Regions from separate parts of the Mus musculus genome. Here all the other regions are linked to region 2. A link is a contact called in public Hi-C and HiChIP or PLAC-seq data. All regions are on one chromosome and are shown on one strand. The core of a region is the stretch at or near the end of the contact, and the rest is flanking DNA. Distances in the headings are between cores, read along the strand shown. Region 1 has its middle 58 kb from the start of Pdk3. Region 2 holds the start of Pcyt1b (phosphate cytidylyltransferase 1, choline, beta isoform). Region 3 holds the start of Pdk3 (pyruvate dehydrogenase kinase, isoenzyme 3).

Region 1 (4,155 bases), core at 1,142-3,641, 210 kb before region 2:
GATGGTGGCACCTGTGAACAGTGCTGTTGGCATCTATGAGTGGCTCAGCACACGGGGCAACAGGGATTCAGTCCTGCTGGGCTCATTTGGGGGAATACAGAGCACATGCCTCCAAGTTGTTCCATGTGGGTGTATTTTGACATCAAATCACTTTTGCTAATGGCCCAAGGCTGTTTGCATACCCTGGGTACGTAGGAAGTTCCAGGCAGAGCTGAGGTTGTTTGCAATGCACAGCTGTTAGCACTGTGTGGCTGGTAAAGCGCAGGGCGCATGCAGCCAGGACTTTGACAGCCAGTGCTTGCCAGGTGAGTGGGAATTGTTCATCTGGCAAATAAAGACAATGGCTGCCGACTGTAGGTGGCTGCTGACTGCAGGACTTTTGTTAGGTGGGGTACTTGGCTGCAGCTCTGCTCAGGCCTTTAGCTGATGCCTTCAGATTATATGTTCAGAATCCTCTGGTTCCTGAATACTCATGGCAGAGGAATAGTATAAGATCCAGTTTATGAAGTCCCAGAAGACATGTGGTGCTACTGGGTCAGGAATTAGTATACACAAGGTAAGAACCAGGAAAGACCTTCCACCCATTGTGATCTCATGTATTTCTGTTCAGTCTATTGGATTTGGCCTGAGCCCAAGAGAAAAATTATGAAACACACTCAGGCCTCCTGGAGTCCTTTCTACATCTGCTTTACGCATTTCGTCCTAGCCTCATCTCTGGCTTTAATCATTTGTCATGTCTCTTTTGTTTATCTCTCATTACCTTACAGTGTTGTTAACGCCCAGAGGAGAGTTGATAGACCAATCCTAATTATCGTCCATGAGGTGACAGGCAGGGGCGATGAGACGATGAGACGAGATGTAGAAGGACAAACATAATTGGGCATGCCTAAGAAAAGGATCTCCAGGAATGTGTGTGGAGTTAGGAAAGAAGATTGCAAAACTTCACCAAAATATACAGGCAAGAGATCATGGCCACGGAATCCAAGAGGTAGATGTGAGCAAAAGAGAATGGTGTCTTCGAGAAGAAACTGCAGAAGAGACGAACCGGCAGGCTAAAGCACCTTAAAGCCTGTGGTGCTACAATATCTCTGCTTTTAAAGGGCTGCACACCAAAAACAGGAATCTGACATCAGGAGACGCTAGACACAAAGTGTACTCTACACTTCGCAGAACAAAAGTCATAATGCTAGAAAAGGTTCGAGTTTGAGGCAAATTCAATTTAGCCACGAGAAGGCGTGTATGTTACATTTAAATCAGAAATACAGGAGGAATAGGCATGCTGGTATAAAGGGTGGGGTGGGGAAGAATTCCACACAGCTCAGAGTTTGCTTGCCCCCTCCCCCATCTTATTGTTGGTTGTTGCTCTTTAAACCGGAAAAGTTGAAAGTTTAACTAGAGAGAGGCAGACATATGAGTGTCTGTGTGTTTTGAATAAGTTCAAGTGAGGCAATCTGTAGGTGGAATAGGCTGTCACGGGGGAACGTGCATTTGGTTTTGTGTGCCAGATTTTCAAAGAAGCATTGTCTCCAGGGGGTGGGAGGGGAACCTGGGAACGAAGGCTCTAAGTACTATGGCAAATGAAAGCTTGTGGTGGCAAAGGAGATGTGTGGAAGAAGGGCACTGAGCTACTGTGGAAGCTATGTGAGGAAGGCCCTTGGAAGAAGGCTGTGCTGGGGCCAGTGTAGACAGTCCGCAGAATTACAGTCTGAGCTTCTGTATGCTTAGAACCAAATTGTCTTGAAAACCTGTTTCAGCATCGTAGGTTTCCTCACTAAAGCGAAGGCTGAACTCAGAGTGACTGATCTGCCAAGGCTATGGGAGACAGAATTTTTGTACAGGATATGAAGCTCTGCTAGGGTTCATATCAAATACTTGTACTGATATTTTAAAGTGTTTTGATCACTGTGTGTGTGTGTGTGTGTGTACCTAAAGTCCTTTTGCCAGAAGATGCGCTTTCAGAATTCTTTTCTCAGTAGTCCTTTGTAAATCTTTTCATGACTTGATACAGAAGAAATGAAGAAAAAGAAAACGTCCTGGATATAATGATTCATAAAACCAGCCAAGTGCACGAGCAGACCTGTTTCCCCGATGCATGCTTTCTGCCTTGTGGACTCACCTTAACATTTTAACCACATCATGACACCTATGTGTTTGATACTCAAAACACACCATTCCAATGCCAAGTCCCAAAGGTTCAACTTTGTAATCATGGAGGGACTTGATCCCAAGTTATTTGCTTTTGGCATCCTGAATCCTCAGCAGGGCCAAGCTATGTTGCAATACACAGAGGTACCACTAGGTGGCACCCTTGGGAAAGTCTTGCTTCTGCGAGTTGGTTTCCGAGCTCTGACGTCTATTCTAAACATAGCCTTGTAAACTGCTTGTGGAAGGGAGAAGAGGATCTATTATGGGGGAGGAGAAACAGCGCTGACAATACAGCCCTGGATCTTTCCTGTGCTTTGGTACACAGAGTCAAGCCTTGATTGCTTTCCTCCTCTTCTTAATTATCAGCTTTTGGAGGCAGACGCAAAGCTTTGCATAATACGTCAGCACATTTTTCATATACGCACATCCATTTTCCGCCTTTGCTGATTCTCCATGTGATTTAGAAGCTGCTCCTGATTTGGGGGAGGAGCCTGTTCTTCGGTGCTATGAGAGTGCACACTCGTTTTTGCATCGCTTCTGTCCCCTACTTCACTTCCAGTAAGCATAGTGGGTTCGCAGGGGAACATTGCAAAATGTGTTTCTAGAAAGGAAGAGTTTGATTGGCCCAGTGCTCTCTGCTTTGGCCCTCAGGCCAACTGGAAAGAAGATCAGAGGAAAGTTGGGGCGCAGCACAGTAGGGAGGCTGGAAGCAGAATTAGCCACTGAAATGGACGTCTGTCCAATCTTCTCTATTGCTCCCTCCACTTTACGTTTTCTTTAAAACACAATTTTAGAAGTGGCCGTTTCATGTGACAGTAAGCGTCACATTGCCCTGCTGCACTTCTCTTCGCTCGGCTGTCACTTGGTATGCCTCTTTGATAGAGAGAGGAACTTGTGTCAATTAGGGTACTGTTATGTGTGCTGAGAAAGAGCCCTCCATTGACTTGTGGGTTTTGGCAGGCAGCTAGCAAAAATAATAAGCTGCGAACAGATGCTATGTTTTCATGGGGTGCAGCTCTGGCCAGCCCTATTCATTTATGTACCCGTGAGTGGGAACGGGTGGCTTTAATGAGCCATGTACCCTGCAACACAAATGTCTGAGGTTGCTGAGTAGATGAAAGCAGCCATTAAACAACAACAGCAGCAACAACAAAACACACAGAAACACAAACACACATACACACATACACAAACACACACACACACACACCTGTAAGAAGAATCTCATTAAACTCCACTGAAAAATTCTTGTCTCCTTATATTTATTTCTGCTACAAACTGGCATTTGTGAGCAGAGGACATTGAAACAGAGTCATAGCCTGCTTACAGCTGTGGCAAGCAAGGCCCATAGCCGTTCAGGGCATTTGGCAAAGTCTGGCTTAGTGCTGTTGCTTCCTGAAGAATGCCCAAATGGGAGTGACTGTTCCTCTCCTCTGGGAACTTTCCAAGTAGGAAAGACATACCCACAGAGAGCAGAGACGCAGTGTTAGGCCTGGAATTATGGTTGAGTGTTAAGAACACAATAAAAACACAAGTCTAGTCCTGCTTGGCTGTGCATGGCCGCAGTAATCCGAAATGTGCTCAAATGCCAAATTGAGCAAAGTCAAATTGCCTTTTGTCCTGGAAATGTAAGTAACTGGCTAGATGTGGGATTTTTTTTTTAAAAAGTAGACTTATTTTCCTTGTAAAATTTCTAAAATAAGCATGTTTTGTCATTTGGCCTCATTGTAAAAGTGAGTGGGACTCTGAAGAGGAAAATGTAAACTTTTTTGGCAACAGTCATAATAATGTTGACAAAGGCAATCAGTTCCACAATGGTTACCATGGTGCCAGGTACTGCTGGAAGGGCCTTTATTTTAAGACAAGGTAGATAGACCAGGTTGAACCCAAAGTCTCAGAGATCTGAATGCCTCTGCCTCCCAAGTGCCACTTACCCAGCAAGGTCATTGTTATTGTAGTTTTTAACAACAGTGAAGACAACTACTGTAGTACATCTACAGCATGAAAGAC
Region 2 (4,115 bases), core at 962-3,461:
CCGCAAAAAGATAGGAAGAGACTGCATCTCACTTGAAGAACAAATTCTACAGGCACGAGATCATACTTTTCAGGTATACCCCTCTGAGTTTAGTGCCTACCTGTGGCCCTTCAAAGCGATCTTTAGGGAGTTAGTTTCTCTGAAGGAATTCTGTCAATCCCTTATTTCTGCACATGTGTGGAAGGAGAAGGTGAGGCACTGCTGGGTTTGGCTCTGGTCAGTTACTACCTGAGAGAAGCTCAAAGCAAAAGAATGAACTGAACTTAGTCCCTTCCGGGATTACCTGTGCACACCCCTCTCAGGCCAACTAGGCAAGGAGTGGAACAGCTAAATGGTGAGAGGGAAAGAAAATATATTAAACTGGGGCTGGATACTGCCTTTCTCTCTGCTGCCTAAACTCTTTATCCAAAGGGGTATGTTTTCAAGTTTGTATATTGCACTTATTTAAAATGTATATTCTGGGAGATTTTGTGATTCACTTTTAGCGGTCAGTTTTTTCCACTATTAAACCATGAGTTGTTTAGTGGCCCAGAGGAATTTTTAAATAACCAACTTATCAGAAAAATTTATATGACAGAAGTGCACAGAGGCCACATGACTTATGTCACACAGTCACTGGCTAATGGGCTAAGAAGTAGTTAATATTGAAATACCCTAAAAACATGCCTCAAAACATAGAAACTGCTCTAATATAACTCCCCGCTGGTTATCTGATTTCAGAAAGTTGATCCAAGCCTGCCTTCAAACCCTTATTAAGAAATAACAGTTCAATAGTGGATTAGCATTGAAATCTGTAAGTCCAGATTATGTGGGGGCTCATATAAAATTCTACACCAAAAAAAACCCCAAAACAAAAACAACAACAAACCTCTTTAAAAAAAAAAAAAGTCTCCCTACTGTCAAACTGCACAGCCAATCAAAACACTTTACGTTTTAACTTGGAAGAAATCCTTGAAGAAAGGATAACTCTAGTCTGTGTCTTGGATTTGGGGGTTCAAAGAGCAGTATCCCCAGGTTGTATAGGATTTCAAGCTTCAAGAAACCTACAATTTATTTGACTTTTTTATTTTTTTTTTAATTCCTTGAGGCCAGGTTTGCTGAAGTGGTTGAGAAGAAACTTCCCCATTTACCTAAAGAATAGAACAAGTGTGAAAGAAGCTGCTCAATAGAGACACAGTTACTGAGAGAGAAGAAAGCTCTAGCCCTGTTTCTGTACTTTCATTCTTAAAGGCATGCATCCCCATTCTAAATAAACGTAGCATCTCCAGGTTGCCATTGCCTGACTAGAAATCTTCAGTATCGTCCTAAAAAGGTTCACGCTTCCTTTTCAACGCACGTTCTTTCTACATGCAACCTCAAGGTATATATCAGAGGAATGAGGGTGTTTTGTTTTCATATAGTTTTCGTTTGCCATTAGGTATGAAAGAAAGAGAGAGAAAGAAAGAACGAAAGAAAGAAAGAAATCGTTCCTGAGCTAGAATTTAGAACTTCACCGGGGAAGCAGTCCAAGGTTTGTGAAGAAGAAAACCATTTTAAAACTGTGACAATGCACCTAAAAGGGAGGGGGGGGGGAGGTCATTCTTTCTTCTCCCAAAGCACAAAAAAGCACAACATATCCCCAGCAGCCCGTTTCCTACCCAGCCAATACAATAATGCTTTGTAAGCTGAGAACAGTGTCCGGTATAGGAGCTAAGTATAAACAGCTGAGAAGGATTAGGCTGCAGCTCCATTCTCATTTACATGAAAATCCTGTAAGCATTTTTTTTTTCCTCGCTGGCTGCGGGCACAGAAGGAACTCTTTTGTGCCATAGCCACGCATACATTTCCATCCTTTGTCTTTACTTACCAGTCGAGGCTGTGGGCATGTGTGCTCTATTTCCTCCATGGTTTCTGAGGGAGGCTCATTGGAAAGGGATTTTGGGATACCTGTTTCTGACTCAGCATCAGTGGTAAGTACTGGCATGGCCAGTGAATGCTCCCTCCAGCTCTACACCCTCTGGGAGTCTCCTCCCAGGCAAAGAATGTTTTCTTTGTCACGTATTTTTCTCTTCCCTACCCATCCCCCTTCTTCTTCCCTTCTTTTTTGTCTTCCCTGGGGGGAAGTAAAGAGGTTACCCCCACCCCCACCCCCAACGCACACACCACCCTTTTCTTTCTCGGAGAAGCCCAGAGGCAGGGCCTCAGTTTATCACTATAACAACCAGACAGCACGGGAGCGTCTGGTGCGGATACAGTATCCTCATTTGCATGGAGCACGCTGGTTGGTTACTGTCATCATAGTACCACTCCACCTGGGAGCGGCCGGGGCCCATTGGCTGGCCTGCCTTACCCACCGGGCCTGAACTTGCTGCTTTTGTTTTTTGCATTTAATTCACTTGTGAAGGTCTCTGTCAGTGCCTGGTAAGGACTCCCTGCACTTCTTAGATAAGATAAAGCTGTTTCCTGAGGTGCCCCAGACGCGTCGCAAAAGAGCATAAAGGACCATTCCCTGGCATGAGCATTTAATGCAGTTGTAGTCAGAACATTTGCTAAATAGGAATCGTTCTGAAGGCAGAGCCACTTTAAAGCCCCAAACCACTAGGTCAATTGCCCACTGGCTTCTGAGGGCTTGTCCGGCAACTCACTGTGGGCATCCGAGTGTTCATCTTCTGGACTGCATAAGACAGGAACACTGACAGATGCCTAAGGCCTGTTGTAACTCTGTCTATCCCTGGGGCTGCTCCAGGAGGAAGTTTAAAGGAGGTAGGTTGTCTTTGACAGCCTGCCTCCCAGGTCTAACTGCCCTCTCTTCCTCAGCCAGCCTTTCCCCATTAGTCTTACTGTCATCTGTTCCACAGTACACTTATCTAACATCCCTATATCCTATAGTATAGGGCCTAGACTCCTATCCAAGTGCTCATGGAAATCTGAGGGAAAAAAAACCACAGTGATGTGCCTTAGTGTTTACATTATCCTAAAACATCAGTGTAAGAGGAGTCTGAAGACACACATTCCAAGGAAAGAACTTGCAAAAGTGTTTGTTCTAGTGAAATGCCATGTCTAATATTAGTAAGAAATAAAATCACTAGTATTTGTTAAGCACAGGTGCAGTGCCAAGTACTTTACTTAGATCTTCCTTAATCTTCATAAGAACCCAAAGCAGATCCTATTATTATCCCCACGTTCTAAGTAAGGAAATTGCAACTTAGAGTAATTGCGTAGGGTCTCAAAGTTCATAAGCAATGGAGCTGGCATTTGAAGAAGAGGGAGGAGGAGCAGGGAGGGATACAGCAAGTGTAGCACAAAAGGAACTAAGGAAGAATCCATTCAAGCCGAATAAATCCTTATGCTTCCAAAGCTTTCATTTTGTGTTTCTAACTACGGTTTCTATCCAAGTGTGGCCACAGACCAGCAGTGGACAACAACAGAATCACCAGCCAGCAATGTCTTAGGAGTGAAAACTATAGGTCCCATGACAGATCCAAAAATCAAATTTTGCAGGTTTGAGGTGGGGCTTGCATTTGCATTTTTAGTGAGCTTCTTGGTAATTCTAATGCTGCAGGTATGGGGACCATAACTTGAGAAACAGTGGTTCACAGGATGGAATAAAAATACCAGTCTTAGCCGGGCGTGGTGGCACACGCCTTTGATCCCAGCACTCGGGAGGCAGAGGCAGGCGGATTTCTGAGTTCAAGGCCAGCCTGGTCTACAGAGTGAGTTCCAGGACAGCCAGGGCTACACAGAGAAACCCTGTCTTGAAAAAACAACAAACAAACAAACAACAACAAACACTAAAACAAACAGACAAACAAAACCCCACCAAAGTTGTCGATTTAAGTCAGGATGACGTAGCTCACTTGACACTATCACCTATGCTTAAGAGAACTCTAGGGACTAGAGAAATGGCTCAGTGGTTAAGAGCACACACCGCTCATGTTAGATACCTCACAACCACCTATAAGTGCAGCTCCAGGGAGCTCCAAAGTCTCTGGCCTCCAAAAGCACCTATAATCACACACATATACCTACACACACCCACCCCCACGGACACATGAATATACACATAATTAAAAAGCTCTTTGAATAAAAAAGAACTCCAGTGATGCAAATCTCCCAGCTACTACCCTGTCATCTTG
Region 3 (4,254 bases), core at 564-3,063, 160 kb before region 2:
AAATTATGAAAAAGTTGATGGGTGAGTTTGGAAGGTTCAGCAGTGCTGTGCCACATAGGTGGAAAAAGTCTCTCCCCACCAACTCTCGGGGATCTTCATCCATAACTGCTACCAGTAAAACTCCACCTGTGGGCAGCACCCAAGAAAATGAGTAGACAACCTTAGGCCACTCCTTTTTGTCTGCCCACACACTCCCAACTGCAGTCAGTGTTCTGCTGTGTTGGTAAAACTGCCCTTTCCAAAGGGTGTTGCTAAGTCTCTTTAGGCTTTGCTTCGAATGGAAAAGGCAAAGTAGCCCAGGTATGTTATGTTGTACCTAAAAATCTGGAAATGTGGGAAGAGCACAGGACGTCTCTGAAGGCACGTGCTGTTTTTCTTTCAATTCAAAGAGCAGAAGCCCAACAGTTTCATAAAGCAAAGAGGCGCTACATAGCCAAATGAAGGCATGAAACTTTCCACTAATAATCAGACCAAGAAGAACTTTTACCTTTTTTTTTTCTAGTTGAGCTTTACACATTAACAAAAATTAATGTTTTGTGGTAACAGTTAAAAGCAAGCAGTAGTTCCTATATCCACATTAGGAAATACTGATTTCATATACTGAGCCATGAATTTAAGCTCACTGTCATAGAAAGACAATCTAGCACAATGTAATATATAGATTCCTGCACCAAAGTGGTAGTAGTGGTGAAACTGAGTCAGGGTTTTGTGATGGGGAGGGGTTGTGAAAGACACTGGTCAGTGGCTCTAATTTTTTTCCCTTCGTTGTTTTTTTTTGTTTGTTTGTTTTTTGGTTTTTTTGTTGTTGTTTTTTTTTTGTTTTTTTTTTTTTTTTTTTTTTGAGACAGGGTTTCTCTGTGTAGCCCTGGCTGTCCTGGAACTCACTTTGTAGACCAGGCTGGCCTCGAACTCAGAAATCTGCCTGCCTCTGCCTCGTGAGTGCTGGGATTAAAGGTGTGTGCCACCACGTCCGGCTCAGTGGCTCTAATTTGAGCCTTTCCAATGGATGTGTATGTTTGGGCAATTAAATATTTGTTACTAATCCCGACAACTGTCTCGGGGCAAGTGGATCTAGGTTCATGGAAACCAAGTGTTAATGACCTTCGTTTGTAATGGATTCCTTCAAAGGTCTTAGTGGTGAGAGAGGCATGAAACAGTGATCTAAGGATGCTGTTATTGGCCCAGTTGGTAAAGAGGGGTCTAGGACCAGGAACCACAGCCAGTGACGTAACAATACTGTTTTGTAACAATCCTGTCCAAAGGTATTCACCCGGAGTGAAGGTGGGCAGTCAGTGAGTAGAGCTTCCGAGGACAGGTTAATTGCTAATATACTGAATCCTGTCGCGTGTAATGTTTGTGTGTGTAGGGGGAGGTGGGGGTGGGACCAGTAGCTTCCACTTAATTCTGTAATTAATTGTTGGAAGCGTAGGACCACATGGAACAACTTAAAGCTGAGGAGTCAGCAGATCTGAGGAGGGCCTTCCGGAAGAGGGGCCTCGGGTTGGGGAGGTCTAGAGCCCCTAAAAATAGCTCAGGCGTGGGCTCCCAATGGCCTTCAAGTCTCGGAGCACTTCTCAAGACTTGATCCGGGGCGGGACCTGCAGGAACGGAGCTGGCTGGTACCAGCCCGAGACCCAGGAGGTTTGTGTGCGTGTTACCGGGGCTTTAAGGAAGCTTAGGCGGCGGCGGCAGCCAATCAGCAGCGCGCGCGTGCAGCCGCGTACCCCTTAGCGCCCCTCACATCCCACGCGCGCCGCGTACGTGCGGCGGCAGATCCCGCCTTTTTCAGGCGGGGCTTGGGAAGCCGCGGGCAGCCGGCCACGGCCGCCCAACTGCTGCCCGGTACTTGTGTAGGTGTCGCGGCAGGCGAGCAGCTGCTGGCGCCAAGGCCGAGCCCCAGGTAGAGGTAAAGCCCCGCCGGCGCCGCCTCCTCCTCGCGGCTAGGCGGCGGTGACCGCCTCGGCTCCGGTCCCGGACGGCTCGGCGGATCTGCACACTGCTCTAGTGAGGATGCGGCTCTTCTACCGGCTGCTCAAGCAGCCGGTCCCCAAGCAGATCGAGCGCTACTCCCGCTTCTCCCCGTCGCCACTGTCTATCAAACAGTTCCTGGACTTCGGTAAGTCTGACTCCTTGGAGCCACCTCCAAGGCCCCACGGGAGTGAGGGAGACGCCATCCTTGTCCTGCCCGTAGTTGGGGCTCTTACTTAAGCTTCTGGGCAAATTCCGTGAGAAGCTCCGGGAGGGGTGATGGGGATGCATGCCTGAGGGCCCTCCTGGGGCATAGGTTTCGGGTTTCGGGAAGTGGAGGGGCAGGGCCTGACACCCTCACGCCCAGCTTCGTCCAAGGACCCTCATTCCACTCAGAACTCTCCAGCTATTCATTACGAGCTTCAAATCTACTTGACTCAAACCGCACTCTCCTGAAAACTTCAGAAAGAGAACTCGTAAACGTTTTTATTTTTAGGCGTTTTTAATGGTTGTGTAAGATGTGTTTAGAAACACCTTGAGGTTGAGTAAATCACGTAGTGGCGTTTTGTTCAAAATTTTCTGCTGAAAGGTGTTGGGTAGCCTTGAGTGGCAGGACCTGAACGCCATCATTATGATTCTGACTTCAAAGCAGTCAGAGTCTTGGGTAAGAGCTGACCTGTGGGCTCCTGGCTACAAAGCAGGGGTTCTAGGACAACTCCAGCCTAAGTGTGAGCACCTTTCCTTACACCCTTTTGGCAGCTGGGCTAGTACTTCATTTTACATGGATTGGGATGGGAATGGAGAGGACCCCCAATAAAGTCTGAGGCCTACTTAGATGGGAATAGGTTCTGCCACCTTCCATGAACTGATCAATTATGTTTCCCCCAGAGAATGTCATTCTAACTCCAGCAGGCCGAATGCGGTTATGAAACACCTGAAATAAAACAAATATGGAACTCAGCATCCCCCCAAGGAAACTCAAGATGACTTAGGCTCTCAAAGCCTAGATCTGTTGAATTCATATGATTTAAATGTCATGGGATGGTATCAGTTGGATATAAAAATGCAAAATAGGTACAACCTTCTGGGAGGACCAGATATGCAAAATATGGTGTTGTCTATATTTGGGGGAGCAACACAGGGGATGGAAAGAGGTACAGGTTAGAGGTTGAAGCTGATGCCAAATTAAGTTTTAGAAGCTAAGTTACCAAAGATAGATGATGAAAATCTAAGGTGAGGGTGAAGTTGGCCTTTGCATCTTAAGTTTCATTTTCAAAAGCTTTTCAGTAGTTGGACTCTACTCCCTCTGGCTATGTGTAGAATTTATGTATTTATTCTTAAACATTTTATCTATGCACGAACTTGTTTGTGTGGCCACACGTATCATGGTGTATCTGTAGGATCAGAGGGGAACTTGGGGGAGTTGGTTCTCTCCTCCTGGCATGTGGGTCCCAGAGATGAGACAGGTCCTGACTTCACAGCTTAGAATGAAAACGTTGCTATTGCTATCAATAGGCATGTTTTCCTAACTTAGGGTTAGAGATGATTGTGAACACAGGAACCTTTTGTTAGGGTAAACAGACAGATTCACTCTTAATTGAAAGAACAAACGAAATGGCTCACTCCCACCTGCAAAGTTTGTGAAAGTTTGAATAGTAAACCTGAAATTTCAGTTACTTTATTTCTATGGCAGTATCTCCCATGTTTATAGGCAAGGATGTTATTTGAATAGGGAAACTGCTGTAAGGATATTGTTATGGTGGGTAATCTTATGTGGTGAGTATCTAGAAACAAATGTTTACTCTTTTAAAGCGTTGAGGTCAGGGCTTGGGGCTTGGGGCATGGAGTCGCGGGCACCCCGAGTCCTTCCAAAGCATCATCAGGGCTAGAAGCCATTAAGTAGGTGTACTTCTGGTTAGTCTGCTGCCTCCCTTTGTTCTGTATGGAATACTTGTTTAAGCCCTTTAAAAAGAATAATTTCTTGAATCATCTTTACTGGAAATGAGGTCTGCAAGAATACCAAGTATTCTAAATGGAATATCAATTTACAAAGATAGTATTGTAGCACCATTCCCAAGGGCAAGATTAAAAAAAAAAAACAGCAACAACATAAAAATTTATATTTTCTCTTTTGGCTCAAGATTACAGTTACATGATTCCAAATTCAAAAGATGTAAAAGGACCTATGCAGAAAATGTCTATGTCCTACTTCTGTTGGCTACTCTTTTTGCATAAGTTGCACCATATAGTTTTATTTCTATCTTGCTTTTTAAGCTTAATATGAAA

Evidence for each region. Hi-C and Micro-C count contacts between places; a contact is called where the count stands out from the background. HiChIP or PLAC-seq counts read pairs in DNA pulled down with a chosen protein or histone mark.
Region 1: a contact with region 2 is called in a Hi-C map of the HPC-7 cell line, with 3 times the contacts expected there. The contact joins the enhancer-like site here to the promoter of Pcyt1b in region 2. A contact is called at or near these places in 1 of 484 Hi-C or Micro-C datasets (the HPC-7 cell line), 1 of 115 datasets of contacts at active chromatin or transcription factors (CD8 T cells) and 1 of 9 other capture datasets (liver).
Region 3: a contact with region 2 is called in an H3K27ac HiChIP or PLAC-seq map of embryonic stem cells, with 2.8 times the contacts expected there. The contact joins the promoter of Pdk3 here to the promoter of Pcyt1b in region 2. A contact is called at or near these places in 4 of 39 promoter capture datasets (embryonic stem cells, hippocampal neurons, pre-B cells and 1 more), 2 of 484 Hi-C or Micro-C datasets (brain and embryonic stem cells) and 2 of 115 datasets of contacts at active chromatin or transcription factors (both in embryonic stem cells).

The regions. Positions count from the first base shown.
Region 1 is chrX:93,888,102-93,892,256 of GRCm38.p6, reverse strand. No RefSeq gene overlaps it. Among named protein-coding and RNA genes, the nearest start is that of Pdk3, 58 kb to the right of the region's middle. Within about 2 kb of position 2,391, at least 123 of the 459 cell types and tissues checked have an H3K27ac peak or open chromatin away from gene starts, as enhancers often do. A contact at or near this core is called in the HPC-7 cell line, where this site is marked.
Region 2 is chrX:93,673,208-93,677,322 of GRCm38.p6, reverse strand. Pcyt1b (phosphate cytidylyltransferase 1, choline, beta isoform) reads right to left here and starts at 2,211. Exons shown (of 8, transcript NM_211138.1): 1 at 1,847-2,211. The coding sequence starts at 1,963.
Region 3 is chrX:93,829,709-93,833,962 of GRCm38.p6, reverse strand. It overlaps Pdk3 (pyruvate dehydrogenase kinase, isoenzyme 3), which reads left to right and starts at 1,813. Exons shown (of 12, transcript NM_145630.3): 1 at 1,813-2,116. The coding sequence starts at 2,011.